Regions from separate parts of the Gasterosteus aculeatus genome. Here region 2 is linked to region 1. Evidence: chromatin contacts called from public Hi-C data. All regions are on one chromosome and are shown on one strand. Each heading gives the region's core, a stretch centred on a gene start, on an enhancer-like site or on the middle of the called end of the contact. The rest is flanking DNA. Distances are from core to core; before and after follow the strand shown.

What was found. Hi-C and Micro-C count contacts between places; a contact is called where the count stands out from the background.
Region 2: a contact with region 1 is called in a Hi-C map of whole body, with 4 times the contacts expected there. The contact joins two enhancer-like sites. A contact is called at or near these places in 5 of 6 Hi-C or Micro-C datasets (blood and trunk muscle, skeletal muscle, tail fin and 1 more).

The regions. Positions count from the first base shown.
Region 1 is chr12:12,330,560-12,333,259 of fGasAcu3.hap1.1, reverse strand. The region is part of intron 7 of zfhx3b (zinc finger homeobox 3b); the gene reads left to right. Among protein-coding and RNA genes, the nearest start is that of LOC144385284, 89 kb to the left of the region's middle. Within about 2 kb of position 1,254, at least 5 of the 9 cell types and tissues checked have open chromatin away from gene starts, as enhancers often do.
Region 2 is chr12:12,389,104-12,391,803 of fGasAcu3.hap1.1, reverse strand. The region is part of intron 4 of zfhx3b (zinc finger homeobox 3b); the gene reads left to right. Among protein-coding and RNA genes, the nearest start is that of LOC144385284, 31 kb to the left of the region's middle. Within about 2 kb of position 1,428, at least 1 of the 9 cell types and tissues checked has open chromatin away from gene starts, as enhancers often do.

The DNA.
Region 1 (2,700 bases), core at 5-2,504:
ATAGCATACTGGTACAAAGCGTAACCAGATGTGTTTCGATAGACTCCCACAGTAGTATTTGGGCGTGCTGCTATCTTGAACGGTAGTCACAGGAAGCACGCCTGCTCGCATATGTTTTCCCCAAACACCATATACAATGTAGACCGTATATGTTGTATATGGTGTTTGATTTTGATCGTGTAGACTGCGGATTATTTCTACCCCTGGTGAGTCAGAGTGTCTGTGCGGGGAGTTCAAAGTCCTGCGGAAAATCACAGGGCTGATGCTGAGTGAGGCAGACGAGCGGCAACCTGTGGTCTGGGAAGGGTTACTGAATTATTTCTGATGGTTTCAGGGGTAACTGTCCGACCGCAGGACTCTGGGATATTAATCATTTATTTGATTGTCTGCTTGTGCTGATTAATCAATTTGAGTAGGATCTGCAGGATTAACTACCCTATTATTCCCCTGTAAGAACAGATAAGAGATAAGACTTTAAAATATCATATTCCATTTATCATTTATTTTTAGGTCCCTGCTGATGAGGGTGAAATAAAAACTGAGGTGAGATTATGCAGAACAGCAACACGGGGGAAGCGTTGGGGGAGGAGGATGAGAGAAGATTGGATGAGGAGAGAAAAAAAAAACTCTTAACTGCAGATTTTAGGGCTTTAGAAGGCGGAGGTGGGGGAGGTGGGGGGAGGTGGGGCTGTACGGCTTTGTACTGGCTCAGCTGGGAGCGAGTGAGAGAGAGCAGAGAGACCAGGGGGGCGGAGAGATGTGAGGAACAGGAAGTTGATGAGAAAGTGATAGCTGTCTCCACCTGGAGTTCAGCCTGAGCCGTGTGCTCGGGGGGGGGGGGGGGGGGGGGGGGGGGGGGAAGCAATGGAGAGGAGTGAGCTGCTCTATCTGATTCCTGCTCCCTTCCCTTGTTTTCGGTAAGTTTAGCACTCATGCCGAGCATGGTTCGACGAATGATCCGACAATGTCACAATTCCTGTTTACCCCTACTGTCTACGCAGTCTATACATTCTGGATCTGCCAGCTGATTAATGTGTTATGTCATGTGGTAATGCCTTTGATTCCAACATGCCTCCGTTTGTAAATACAAGAGGCACTCAAAAGGCTGCGGTTTCTTTACAAGCATGGCGCCCCCGGCGCTCTGGTTGGGAATGCATTGAGGGAAAGAAGGATTGAAAGAGTACGGGAGGGGAGTGAGAGGTGGTTAGAAACTTTATACGCTTCCCGTTGCTCCTCTGCCAAGGCCTCTCCCCGCTGCCTCTGGTTGTGCAGGCAGTGAGTGAGAAACGTGAGAGGGAGGAGTGTATCCTTTCCCCTGGCTGAACACAGCTCCGTAATTATGCAGTTTTCAGCGGGTTTTGCCGTTTAACACTTTCATCCCGGGTTTGAGATTAGTGCTCAACATGCATGATTTGCTGCGCAGTTGCTGAGAAAGAGCGCTATCTAATCGATAAACAGGAAGGGGGGAAGTGATAGGCTCTGAAGTATAGTTTGAGATTTTTTGCACGATTGAGCAGTGCAGCCAGGAAGGGCAGTCTGTAAAATATCTATTATATCAGGCACGCCTCTTTACTTTACCATCTCTCTAAACCTCTTTACTGTGCTGAGCTATTGGGGTGGAACATTACACATTTTCTTCTGACCACTGCTTAACACAGAGGTCAGCAACACTAAGGACACTACTAAGGACTGTCCCACAAAATAGATCAAAATACCAAATTTTGCAAGAAAGTTGGGTTGAATGTTTTCTTATATCTCATGTGCAAGCGTTACATGGAACAGGATGTACAACACTCCTGAGAAGTAGCTTCTAATGCCCTGGAATACAATGACCTCCATGACCCTTGCTACTGGCAGGAGAAGTTTTCATGGGAGGATCTGATGACCGGCGTTCACGTCTCTCTGGGACTTTGTAGAGCATTTTGCCAGTGTTACCTAAGCAGTAGCCTTCTTCCAATTAGTCTGGTTTGTGTTTGATTTTTATTTTTTTTGTGATGACAACTATATCTCAGATGCAATTATGCTGCAGTAGGAATGATGAGGGTTTAGGTTATTGATCCTTAATTGATCACCTAGATCAATGAGCACTTTTGTTTCTTTCATTATGGAAAGTAGTCACAGTAGTAGTCGTTTTCTGCATGAGCCGGCCCAACAGAACGACCCTGTGAATACATCCGTGTTGGCAAGGAACATTTGAATTGGTAAAATTCAGCAACCGTGCACCTCATCCATGTAGACATTGCTCATAGGCTACGATGTTTTTTTTTTAAATAAAAAAGTGATCCTCGAGAGCTGGTGGGTGGAGCAACACGTGTGTCTTTCTACGTTTTAAGGGCAGGGTTGTTATTCCAATTGGTAATAGCTTTAATGCTATTAGGGATATGTGATTTTGATCCAAATTATGGAAGCAATAGTAATACTACGCTTAAATATTTAACTTTTCATCTCTAGTTTACTTTAAGTGTAATGTCAGGCTTTCACTCGTTAAAGTTGCCGCTTTTAGTTACAAGAGTTGACAGGTGAATCAGGTGGGTGTTTTGTGCATGAATAGCTTGAAGAACCCTCAACAGGAGTTTCCCTCCAACAAGGTACTTCATGTTACATGCAAATAAGCCCACATATAGACCCACTCTCTATAGTCACCTCCACTCAACCCACTCATTAATTTTCATTTTAAGAAGAGGACCTCTCAAAGGCCGC
Region 2 (2,700 bases), core at 179-2,678, 58 kb before region 1:
CGGCTCGGGGCAGCCAGCGGCAGCCCGGATCCGCTGCCTCCGGCCGCTCGGCTACCGTATCCGTCTTTTTGTCTTTTCCTCCGAGAAATGCTGACCGGAATGAAAACAAAACATTGGCCTATTAGTCCGACCGTAAGCAGACATGAGCATAGCAAAGTTTCCGCCGGGAATCCAGCCTAAAGCCGCGGGTCACCGCATGCGTTTAGTGGCCGTTTAGCCGGTTAGTTTGTATTTTTTTTCTAATGTTAAACTACACGCGATAACTTCCACATTCCCGAAGTAAAATAGGAAGGACTCTCGGAAGAGAGTATAAACAAGCTTGGAAAGAACCAGCCCAAACTGAGCTGAATGGGCCCTTTCCAAAAAAAAAGGAGAAAAATCTTGTATTGCTGCCTAAGATCACACTGTTACCAAGCTCGCCAGAATTGGATCTGTTCGAAAAAACAAATAAAGAAAACGGTAATGCAACTGTTATCTTGACGTGTAGGTGTAAATTTCTAGCCGAAATGTCGTTTTTTTCTCCAAATACTGTCAAACCCCCCCAGACTTTTCGAATGGGATTCATCCATTTGCACTGACCGGAATGCGCCGAGGATCGTGAGCCAGACTCGGATATATTTGCGCCACAGAGACGGGAAAAGACAGAAACGGCGAAAAAACACACAAAAAAAAGGTTTTGCGAGCGAGCAGAGTCAAAGACAGGAGATGTGTACCGTTTGGGAAAACAGAAGGGGGGGTGAGAAGCTGTGTGTTTGTGGGGGTGACGGGAGGGGAACAGGGGTCATGGAGTGAGTGCAGAGATAAAAAGGAAGGAGAGGAAACCCCCGCGCAAACAGCCCATGGGTGATGGGGGAGAGGGGGGTCTCGCCTTGGGGAGGAAAAGGGTGATGCCAGTCGTTGGTACGTTTTGCGAGCCACACAAAGCGGTGCTTGTGGTTGTCGGCATGTGCAAGGATGGAGACTTTGCCTTCAGTTTAGGATGGTAAAAAAAAAAACCAAATAAACTAAACAGATTTAGTAAAAAAAACAAATGTGGAAGCTGTGGGAGAAAATCAAAAAAAAAGGGGGGAGCTGGGGTATAGGCGTGCTGAGGGGGGTTGGGTGTAGGGGTCACATAGCCACGGGCCATGGAGGAAGAATCAAGGGAAGAGGTCAGATAAACAGATTCCTACCTTTCAGACTGAAGGGGAAAGACGGAAAGAGATTAGCACTGGGGAAAAGAGGGGGAAGTGGCTGATTAATTTAAACCAGTGACACTAATCTTTCCCTTTTATGTGTTGTTATGTCGGTCTTTTCTCTTTCTCGTGTATTGGCAAAAGTAAAGTGTGTGTGTGTGTGTGTTTTTGAATGCAGTTATTCTAAACTGAAAGGCGTGGCGGTGGATTGGGCAGGTAGGCTCCTGTGCCAGAACCTGAGTGATCTCCTTTCCTCCCCTGTCTGACAGTAACACTCTTCTCCTCTTTCTCCTCCTCCCTCTCTCTCCGTCTTCTGTTACAAAACAAAGACAGCAGAAATGTTTACTGTCATCTCACCTGTCTGATTGTACCGTCTTGGCTCGCGGTTATATTTATGTGTAATTATTAACAGTTCCTGGCAATGGTGTAGGAATGTCATGGCGTTATTTCTATGTATTCTCTACGGTGTGTTTGATTCGGCATGTATATTATCTCATGCTCGTCCTTGGTTGTGATATTGGAAGTCTTCAAAACCGTGGGCTGTTAAAGTGCCACCAGAGTGATTCTTTTACCACAGACGAGAGCTCATTACTATTGGTCAGTTGATTTTTCTTATATTTTTTTATATATGTTAGACTTTTATAGCATTCATTTTTTTTATCAACAAAGACATTTGAAAATCCATCTATTTGTTTAGCCAAAACAGTTTGCTTATTCACCATCGCTGAAGGGAAAGGGGACTATGTGGCCCTGTTCATAATAACTGAAAAAGGCTCTGATGCAGATATTTCCCACATGTGATTATTCTGATCCTGCACAGCAACAAAACGGTTGTCCACTGTTTGCCCTTCGTCCCCCTTTTTATTAGCATATCCGATGACAGGTGTGTTTAGAGTCTTCAGATGCCATTTGAGTGTGCGAGCAGGAATAGTGCTTCCAGACGGGCAAATGAGATAAAGGCTCCAAAGCAGTCGTCACGGATGGGCTTGTTTCATGGTTCCAGGGGTAACACAGCGAAAGGGGAGACAGCGCCTCTGGCTGTCATAACCCCTTCTCCTCCTCTCCCTGTGCCTCCCCCCCTTCTCTCTCTCTCTCTCTCTCAGTGTGTCTCCCTCCTTAACTCCCACCTTTCTGTGTTGGGGCAGTGGCACAGCGGGGGAGCTTGTGTGCCGTGTTAACTGCTGGAGAGAGTCCTCTTCGGGTTAACAGTAGGCTGAGGGTAGACGTATGCCAGAAGAAGTGTTTGTTTGACGGAAACACAGCAATCCACCTGCATCTGCTTTAATAAGATGTAGAATCATGTGTCTTGTGTGACGGGGGAAACACTATTATTTTAAAAAAAAATCATTTATTTTTGTAATTTATTTTGGTAAATATTCCTTTTGACAGTATGCCGTTTGCTTCAAGGGAGTCAAAGCAATACAAATATGAAGCTCCACCTTTTCGTCGGTGTGTCTCTCCCTGAAATCAGAGAGGAATGTGGCGAGCGTCGGCTTCGAGCTGCATGGACACATGTAGATGATGA